2 separate regions of the Zea mays genome follow, and region 1 is linked to region 2. The links are chromatin contacts, called in public Hi-C maps. All regions are on one chromosome and are shown on one strand. The core of a region is the stretch at or near the end of the contact, and the rest is flanking DNA. Distances in the headings are between cores, read along the strand shown.

Region 1 (5,393 bases), core at 2,764-5,263, 120 kb after region 2:
ATCATCATAACATAACATTAATTTCCCAAAACCAGGTAGAGCAATAGCAAATCTACCCAATAATTATATGTTTGCAAGGTGTGGGATAAACAATACTAGTGATACCTATTAGATCCCATCAATTTAACTTGAGCATGTCACAGTGATTCACAGGAACATTATTAGGTAAAGAAAAGTGATCAAGGACACAACTTGCCTTAGACTTGAGATTTCCAAGTACTTCACCAACTTGGTATTCAAGTGACTCGTAACCTCGCTGCTACTCGTAGCAATACATATAAATAGACAAGAAGTACTTAAAAATAACAGTACACCAAACATGAGAGCAAACAACGTAAGAATATTCTATGCACTGCTACGAGGATGTATGTTCGAGATTCACTAAAATCGAAGTTACGGTTAAAAAGATATAGTTTATGGAAGATCTATGTGATTAAATATTAAACTATATTATAAATTGGTTATTATACTTCATATGATAAAATAAACTATAAATAATTAACTCAACTTTAATCTAGATTAATACTTGATTAGAAATCATATTTTAGTCAAATTATCATCATGGACCAGTTTAACTTTGGTTAGAGGGATTAATCTAATAATCATAGGCTAAACCAATATCTATTTATAAAAATATGCTTTATGGTACAAATAATGTCGCCACTACGTAGACAATTTTATTACAAAGCTAACGCAGCTTGAACAGGTTCAATCAGAGTTAAAACAAATAAGATATGTATTAACTAAGTTTATTGCATTATTTTCATACTTAAAATTAATTTCTTTATTTAATTTTTATGAATCCCATAGAACCTAGAACTGCGGATTGCAATACCTAAGACCTTGAGGTTTAATTTGATAAAATTAGGACTGGGTTGTAATAGCTTTACAACAGCAGAGGAGTGCAGGTTGATTGTATAAAAACATAACGTCTCTTTTGCAAAATATGTTGGACAAAGGGGTTATCGAGGTTTTCTGACCGTTGTGTCCCAAATCGAGGGCCCAGATTAGATTAGTCTTTAAGTGAACCGGTACATGATATGGACCACCAGATCTTATTCATAGGGTCGGGATCAAAAGTATCTCGCACTCACACTCATCTGTTCATCAGCCGATCTACGGTCGTGATCCAATGAAGTCATTGTCTACGCAGAGATACAATCTCTGCCATCCATATGGGAGATTATTGAGATTATGAAACACGGCATAACTGGTTTCGACGAAATAGAGGCGTAGGCGTGGGCTTCAACATTTTGGAGGCGCAGGCGATGGACAAATGCTGATATGGAATTGATTTAGTTATTAGCCACTGCGAAGAAGAATTTAGCTACTTAACCTCACGCCGTCGCTGGCGATGCTCGCTGTGCCAAACGGCAACCTCCTGCAGTCGGCGGCAGCGTTCGCGGCCCTGACCTTGCCGGCATCCTCCGATCCTGACTCCGTCCAGCGTGCCGTTGAGGCGGTTCTCGCGTAGGTCCAGCGCGCGCAGCTCCGCCAGGTGGGACAGCTAGTCGAGCGGGCCGCGCAAGTCCAGCGACGGCAGGGTCAGCGAGGTGACGCGGTGACCGTCCGCCGAGCAGCCCACGCCCGCCCACCGCCCCGTGCAAGCGTCGCCCGTGCTCCAGTTCTTACTGAAATCTGCATTGGTTCTTAGACGATATGGGATGAAGTTGGGCAAGAGCAGAGTGAAAGGGAGAGAATACTCGAAGAGCAGAGCACCCGCGCGGCGCTCTCCCTGGCCGCCTCGCTGCCGGAGCCCGCGTCTAGGACGTGGACCACCTCGTCCAGCCGCGCCATGTGCGCGTCGAGGGTCGCGCCCAGTTCGTCCAGGTCGCTGCGCAGCCGTAGCTTGCCGCCGCCGTAGTGCCGCCAGCGAGGCCCGCGTCGAGCCGGTTGAGTTGTCTCTGATGAGCTGCCACTTGAGCGGGAACAGCGTCGCCGATAAGGAATCAGAGCTCAGCCGGGCGCCATCCGCGATGTAGCAAACAGCGTGAGCTCAAGCAGCTAAATCCTTATTCGCGACAGCTAATGACTAAATCAATTTCATATCAGCGTTTGTTCGTCGCTTGCGTCTCCAAAATGTCGAAGCCCACGCCTACACCTCCATTTCGTCGAAACCAGTTCTGCCGTGTTTCATAATCTCAATAATCTCTCCATATGGGGGGATCAACAGCTAATGCACCATCTTCCTCCCATAACACACTACGGTGGTGGAAGCAGGGCTCCGCCCTGAGAACCCGGCGGCGGATGCAAATTCCAACGACCCTGCGCTCTATACTCCAATCCGGAGAGTGCTAAGTGTAGCACAGATGAAATCAAATTTAGGGGAGCTAGTCTTATCGAGAATTGTTCAGAAAACCGCCAAGAAGACGATGTCTCGCAGCTTCACGCGGATGCGGCGCAATCGATGAGAAATTTTCGTTCGCCCACGGTGTCTTGAGCTCTGATTCGACTTAGATTACAATCCCCACATGTTGGAGACAATTGTATTTTTGGGACTATAAACGTGACGCTTCGCAATAATACCATTTTAAATAACTGTCTCGCAAAAATGGGTCTACAAACGTCTTCTAATTGATAAAGACATCATTTACCGTATTTCCTCCCTTTTGTATTTTTTTACGTGTATTCTCTTCTCCACTAGACAGATTTGCCCTTCTCTCATTCTATCGCTGAGATATCGCTGTTCTTGTTAGTCTCCTGTACGCAGCGCCGCAGAGGTCAAGCTGAACGAGGGAGCGCTCAAGCTCTTCCTCCAATGCATTCCTCTTGCTGGTGGGCAAGCTTGCTCAGACCATCGACCATGGTTTTGATGGTCACTGCGCGACGGCCACCACCGCACCGGACTTCGCCACAGAGGAGCAGTCCACGCGCGTCCGCCGGGCTCGGCGAGAGAAGAGGTGAGAGAAACACAGTTGAACTAGGAGATAGAGACGAACGATTGAAAGTAGAAACCCAGGGCAGGGGCAATTTTGACTCTTAGATGATAAATACATGGAAACAAATTATAAAAAGGAATAATACACATCAAATGGTAGTATAATCAATTAGAATATATTTATAGTCCCTTTTTACGAAGAAAATCTTTCGAATGGCATTTGTGCAAAGCGTAATGTTTAGAGTCCTAAATATGCAATTATCTCTACATGTTGGTGACGCTGCCCGATCCCCCATTGGCCCTTAAATGGAGGTGCAGGCGAGAGTTACCTGCGGTGGCGGCCAACGCGGTTGCACCAGCATGATGGCTGGGTGGGTGATCAGGGGGGCACGGGCCACAACATTAAGGCTGGTGCCAGTGCAGGCGGGAAGCACGAGCGAGAGGAGCGTACGGGGGCGAGAGTGGGACGGGAGAGGGGCGGGAGAGCGGGAGCGGGCGATGGCCGCATCGCCCGGCGACATCGTGCCTGTCGCCTCGCTCTCGCCTGCACTGGAGAGCGTGCTCGGGCGAGAGGAGGGCGGGAGCGGGGCGACGCGCTGGCGCGGTGGGCGAGAGCGCGAGGCGAGAGTGAGTTGGCACATTCCAGTTGGTCCACCTAGGAGTTTCTGAGCGTTTGTAATTTTTAAATCGTCATGTAATTTTATTTTAATTATTACGCAATTTGTAATTTTTAATTCAATAAAAAATATTATGTTGTGTGTTTTCTGAGCGTTGAAATAAATCCGCGTGAATTACTTAATTCTGAAATAGAAAAGTTGATGTGGCTATAGCCTGAGGCTGTAGCCTGCTGCAGCCTGTGCACTGGAGCAGCAGAGGCGAGAGTGGAGGCGAGAGCTGACGTGGCAGGGGCGAGAGGGAGGCTGTGCACTGGACTCAGCCTAAGTAGCACCAAGGTGAGGTCCAGGCGTTGAAGCGGCCCTGGATTCTAGGCGACGTTTGTTACGATGCCCACGTGAGAACAGCGGATCTTTTGAGACAAACCTCGAGAAAGGAGATGGTTATGACAGTCGGACCCCACATGACAGTGGCATGGTCGAGCGGCTGAGTGACTGACCCGACAGGCCCACATGTCGGCGCCCAATGTCGAGACTAGGTCGTGCCGTAAGGAGAGAGAAAGAAAAAAATATTGGACCTGTGCAAGTGAGTGAAGTGGAGATGGGCTAAAAGTGAGGATCTCGGCCCAGGTATGTTTCCTTTTTTCTTTTCTCTCCTTATCGCTCGGCCGAAATGGGAATAAAAAATGAAAACAAAAAGAAAAGTGAGGATCTCGGCCCAGTAGAACTCAAGGGCAGAGAGGAACTTCAAAGAATAAAGTCTTTAGGGCAGCTGAACATGTAGGCGAGTATCCCTGAGCTTTGTATAAAATTTAGTGGAGGAAGGGAAAGTCCCAGGGTGCCAGCACACTTCATGCACACCCACGTGGCTTACAAGTACAACTCCAGCCAAGTTTACAAATTCAGCCCAAACAATAAACTTGGTCGACTCCACAACTCAAAATATCCTCTTTTGTCTAGTGAATAAAGACAGGAGAAAGAGTGGCTGAATTCTCCACATGTGGCTAAGCACAACAGGGATCCACGGTGTGATATTTCAGAAGAGTAAGGTCACAAGGTTTTTCTGCTGTCCAGCTCATTCCAACAAACAAGAATTTACTGCTTACCCCCCCACCAAACAGTCCAAATTAGATATTGTAGTGTGGAGCAGTCTCTAGATCCTTAACCCTGAACTACAACTTTATCTCTATCCATGGCAGCAAGGCATATCCCATGTTACTTCCTCTCCCTCAGCAAAGCTTATTCCTATCCATAACTGACATAGAAGTAGCTAGAATCGATAGTGGATACAGATCTTTACTGCAGATATTTTTTATCTCTATTGAACTGCCGCTGCTCACTGCTCCATTCTAGTTCCAGGCCTCCCTGTTGGAGCCCTGCTATCTCACAATTCCATATGGCTGCAAGGTAAACTTGGTTAATAAAACTTGTTCCTTACACATAGGTCTTCCAACATGGTATAACACTTTTAGACTAAAGACCCACAGAGCAAGAGTTACAACATCCCAAAGTTGAGCAAAACTCACAAAACCCAGTTTCTGGAGTCTGAAATAGCACACCACTAAGCCTGACAGAGGGTTTTGGCACTTAATTTTCTCTAAATTCTCTACAATAGCAAGCCAACTCTTTGCATCAAACTTGTTGTCCTTGATATGGTCTCCCATCTTGCAGTGGAATCCCTAACCCAATGCTACTTGGAGTAATTACCACAGAGCTCCAAATGTGATTAAAAACTCACTAAACCATAATAACAGACAACTGAATCAGTATGCATTCCATATGCCTGACAGGGGTAATTAGGACACCAATTACTGCCAACCTTGTGTAACACCAACTCCATTTCTCTTTAGAAAACTTATTCACCTTACTATGGTCTCCAACCTTTCTACATGGAGTAGGAC
Region 2 (4,871 bases), core at 144-2,643:
GATAGTCCCACTAACATTACAATAAACATGATTCAAGTAACATGATTCACTTGAATTGTAAAAGCAAGTATCAAATACAAAATGTTGAAGCCACTTACCTCATCAATATTGAAGGATATTAAAATAATATATTATTTTTATAAAAAAGTTGAAGCCACATACCTCATTAATATTGAAAAATATTGAAGGATGTTAAAATAATATATTACTTTTGTGCCCGCATGGTAAATCATGGAATCCAATGTAATTTTATCATAAGGTCAACAATATTTAATATTATCTGCAACACATACAAGCTCATGCATGAGAGAACAAGGTCTTTAATCCGAACTCACATGTTATATATTAGCAGGTTTCTCATCAGATAGCGGATATGGGACAAAAGAGAACATATCCATGCCCATAGGTAGCAAATTTCGTCATACCGGTGCTCTAATAGGGTTGTTCACCCATCGGGTATCGGGTTTTGGGAACCATTTGCACAATCTCTATGTGTGTCCTTGGTTGAGATGGCAACGAGGAATTCTCCGTCGGAGAATGGCTCCCCAAACCCGTCCCCACGGGGAGAATAATTACGCTTCCCTGTCCTGCGAACACTCATGGGGGAGCTTTTTCTCCCATTCTCGTCGCCGCAGGTCCCCGGTAGGAATTATAATATTTAGAGATAGATTTAAATTGATTATATCAAATTAATGCAAATTTAACAATCAAAATTTAAAATTACAAGGGACATCTACTTTAAGTTTACTTTGATATTTTATAATATATATTGAGTTTTTAGTATAATTTGAACAAGTAAATTGACTAATTTGGATAAAAAAAATTCGCGGTCGGGTACATGAGAACAGGGGATGGTTACCCATCGCCATCCTTGCGAACCCGACAGGATTGAATTTTCTCCATTTAGATCTCCGTGAGGATCAAATCATTCTCATACCCGTTCCCTAAGGGCTTGTTTGGTTCAAGTGTTGGGCAAGATTTAATTCCCTCCAATCCTTCTTAATTTATCTCTAACCGAATAAGCCTTAGGTCTAGTTTGGCAACTCTATTTTTCTAGAGATTCTCATTTTTCCAAGGAAAAATAAACTAATTTCTCTTGGAAAAATAAAAAACCCTTGAAAATATGGGGTTGCCAAAATAGAGGAATTTTCTTTGGGAAATCAAGGATCAGGTCCATATTGTCATCTCTAGTCCTTGCGAGAGGCCCTCACCGGCGGCGGCGAGTCACCGCCTTCTGAGGAAGAAGCCACTGTCAGGTGGGTCCACCAGTCGGTGGGACCCGCTTGGCATTCGGACAAAACGCTATAAGAAATGCTACAGACACAGGCGAGGGAGTAAGGATTCCCCAACCCCAACCCCAACCCCAACCCCCCAAGAAGCACCGCACAGAACCCTCTGCTCCTCTCACCCTCACGCTCCAAGGCGGCGGCGCCATGCACGGCGGAGGCGCGGCCTCGCCCGATGCCGCCATATGCATCTCCCCAGAAGCTGGGCCCATCGTCGGGGTCGCCCCCGCCGGGATCAGTAAGTTTGCGCCCCAACCGTTCCTCCCCCTCTCTCCAAACGCATCTCATTCTTTGCCGATTCGCGCAATTTCTGATACGATACTACTCCTACCAGTTGCTTATCTTTCCCTAGTGCAGCTTGTCAGTTCATCCTTCGTTAGCAGAGTGTCTGCAAATAGCTCGTTCCAAATTTCTCTTTGCTATGGTGCTGTTTCCTCATCCGTTCGTGTTTGATTTGGCACAGGGGTCGAAAACTGCTACGTGTTCAAGAGCCGGCTGCAGGAGTATGCTCAGAGGGTTGGCATTCCAACCCCGGAGTACCACACGCTGAAAGAAGGCCCATCTCATGAACCTGTCTTCAAGTCCACAGTGTTCGTTAATAATACCAAGTATGAGTCGCTGCCTGGGTTCTTCAGCCGGAAGGCTGCAGAACAGTCTGCCGCGGAAGTTGCGCTCATGGAGATAGCCATGTCCGCTCCGGTGACCGAAATTAGGAACATGCCAGCAGTTGTAAGTTACTCTTTTATGCACATCTAAAAAATTACTCTCTCTCTCTCTCTCTCTCTCTCTCTATTCAGATGCGTTGTCTAAAGATTCTAACTATATAAACTTTATCCTCCAGAAAGATATTTTTTGTTCTTTGAATTTTAAGGTGTATGCAAATGAGCGATGATCTAGAAAATCATAGCCTAAAGGGAAAAAAAGCAAGCTGCCTCATTCATAGTTATGGTGCTGCCTATAACATTGATGTTCTTTCTTTATTTCTTTTATTTTTATGGATGCGAGAGTGTCTGAAGTATTCTATACTAACTTGGCATTGCAAACATTCAATGAAATTTATTGCAAGTATGCTAATAGCACCTACCTCTTTTCAGTTAAGTAAATTTGTTTAACTGTGTTTGTCTAGCGGTACCTAAGTACTGTCGCGAAAATTTGTTTCTATGTTTCCTGGAATTTTCCCAATAATATTCTTTGGTCTTATCATTTATTTGTAATTATTAATGCTCTCAATCACAGCAATGTCCCCTCTAATTATTCTTTGGAGATAGTTATGAAAATGCTTGCAGACTTGTTCAGCTCAGTTTATGAACCATGAACTATGCATATCTCATAACATAGTGATTAAGTTACCACGAACCATTCATAGCTCAACTTATGAATTCGGATGATGAAATTAGCATATCATAGCATTGCAGGATGTCTTCTTGATTGACATGTTCCGTTGATACATCTTACTACGTGTTGCAGCAAGAAACTGGCCTGTGCAAGAATCTCCTTCAGGAGTATGCTCAGAAGATGAATTACGCCATTCCATCTTATATTTGCACTAAACAAGCTTCGGGTGTAGCTCCTTTCGTATGCAGTGTTGAGATTGGTGGCATCCTATACATTGGTGCTGCAGCTAGGACAAAGAAGGAGGCAGAGATAAAAGCTGCCCGAACTGCTCTTCTTGCAATCCAAAGTAATTTTCTTAGCATTCAATCCAAGAATATCTTTTGTGCAAACATTATCACTCCCTTTTAGCAAAGAAACTGGCCTAAATTTTGGGTCATAAATGGGCAATGTTTGTTGCAGGTCAATCAGAAGGTGGTGCAAATGGTGCCAAAAAGTACATTGTTGTTCCTGGGCAAAGGCCAGATAAGGAGACGAATAAAAATCCAACTGAAACCCCCATACCACTTAGAGTCAAGAAGCGTGGTTCCAGGAAGAAATGGAACAAGAGGAAATTCAGGAGGATGGCTGACCGAATTGTTGATGCTGGAAAGGATGCAGAGGGGCTTGGAACGCTTCTACATGATGACTATGAGGAAGCTAGAAGAATAGGATATGAGTTACCTACAGATACTGCTATGGTTCAATTTAACAAGGAAGTTGTAATGACACAACCTGGTGAAGGAGATAGGATAGTACAATTGGAGCCACCCAGAGATCCTGCAGAGGTCCAATATAACAAGGAAGCTAGAAGTGTTGAACAGGACCCACCCAGAGATCCTGCAGAGGTCCAACATAACAAGGAAGCTAGAAGTGTTGAACAGGACCCACCCAGAGATCCTGCAGAGGTCCAACATAACAAGGAAGCTAGAACTGTCGAACAGGACCCACCCAGCAACACAGAAGTGTGGAAGCCTGACAATAAGGCTACAACTACAGAGCAGGAGTCGGTGAGCGCTTTCATAGCATTGAGATCTAATGGGGATTCTACAGATGTGGAGGCGGCACCAGGCGATACCTTGATGATGCAGGGCCAGGAGTCGGAAGCCACAATGCAAGAAGCATCTCACGCTGGTGAACAGGCCCAGCCTAACTAGGAACCTGAAAGCAAAAAAAACTTCCTGAACAGGAAGACCGAAATGTAGGTCGAATGCATGCATTGCTGTAGGAGAATAAGTCCACTGGAGGTACATGAGCCTAAAATAATTTGTGGAGTGGTGGTTGACTCCAGTGGTAAGTGCCTTCCAGAGTGTACCGGCATGCCCAAAACTGAAATTTCCGGTTTAGATAGAATTGGGGGCGCGGAAGAGGGTGCCATGTGTGTGTTTGTGTGTGTTGCCTGTGGATGGAGGAATTGATGGGAGTATGTGAACTGATGTAGCTAGTCTATGTTTGTTACCATTGAGGGCTTGTTCGGTTAGCTCTCAATCCATGTGGATTGAGCGGGATTGGATGGGTTTGAATCCCAAACAGCTCAAACTTCTTCACAATTTTTTCCAATCCCATCCAATCCATGTGTATTGGGAATAACCGAACAAGCCCTGATGATGATTGTGTTTGGCCATGTTTTCACTGTCATATTGGTTGGCGACCGCTACTTGCATGCACAATGCATTCGAGGTAGCCGGTCCAAGCCTCCATTTGGTCACTGGATGATTGCTTAAATGATGTTTGAGTTCTCTTGTGTTAAATTATTAATGCACAAGGAAAATAAAAACAATTGCAAACTGGAGAACTCTTGATCTGCATGTGATTGAGGGAATTTGAAATGGACTCAATAAGCGCAAACAAGGATCGGATCGAAGGACTAAAATGAAGCTCATCCGGTTATCGGTTATGTGCCTGTTCCATTGCACCCGTAGTAGTCTAAACAATCGGCTTTAATTCGAATTGCACCCGTAGTAGTTTAAACAATCGGCTTTAATTCGAAACGAACATCTCATATATTTTGTGCCAGTGCCTGCACAAACCACCGGTGGAACCCTAGGCCAATCACTACAACTGTCCAACACCATCTTAGAGCCCGTTCGGTTGTACCGGAATAAGCCAGGATTCATTCTAGCTCATCAAAATCTATATAAATTAGAGAACCAATACAATTAGGAATTAATCCGGGGCTCCAATCCCAAACAACCGATCAGGGCCTTAAGCAAC

What was found. A called contact is a pair of places that touch in the nucleus more often than the background predicts.
Region 1: a Hi-C map of tassel shows a contact between it and region 2, with 5 times the contacts expected there. The contact joins the enhancer-like site here to the promoter of LOC100284085 in region 2. A contact is called at or near these places in 6 of 25 Hi-C or Micro-C datasets (ear, endosperm, leaf and 2 more).

What each region holds. Positions count from the first base shown.
Region 1 is chr2:156,793,803-156,799,195 of Zm-B73-REFERENCE-NAM-5.0, forward strand. No RefSeq gene overlaps it. Among protein-coding and RNA genes, the nearest start is that of LOC109944568, 63 kb to the left of the region's middle. Within about 2 kb of position 4,014, at least 17 of the 20 cell types and tissues checked have an H3K27ac peak or open chromatin away from gene starts, as enhancers often do. A contact at or near this core is called in ear, leaf, leaf mesophyll and 1 more, where this site is marked.
Region 2 is chr2:156,674,419-156,679,289 of Zm-B73-REFERENCE-NAM-5.0, forward strand. LOC100284085 reads left to right here and starts at 1,394. Exons shown (of 4, transcript NM_001156983.2): 1 at 1,394-1,524; 2 at 1,750-2,015; 3 at 2,754-2,967; 4 at 3,081-4,093. The coding sequence starts at 1,434. The coding sequence ends at 3,814.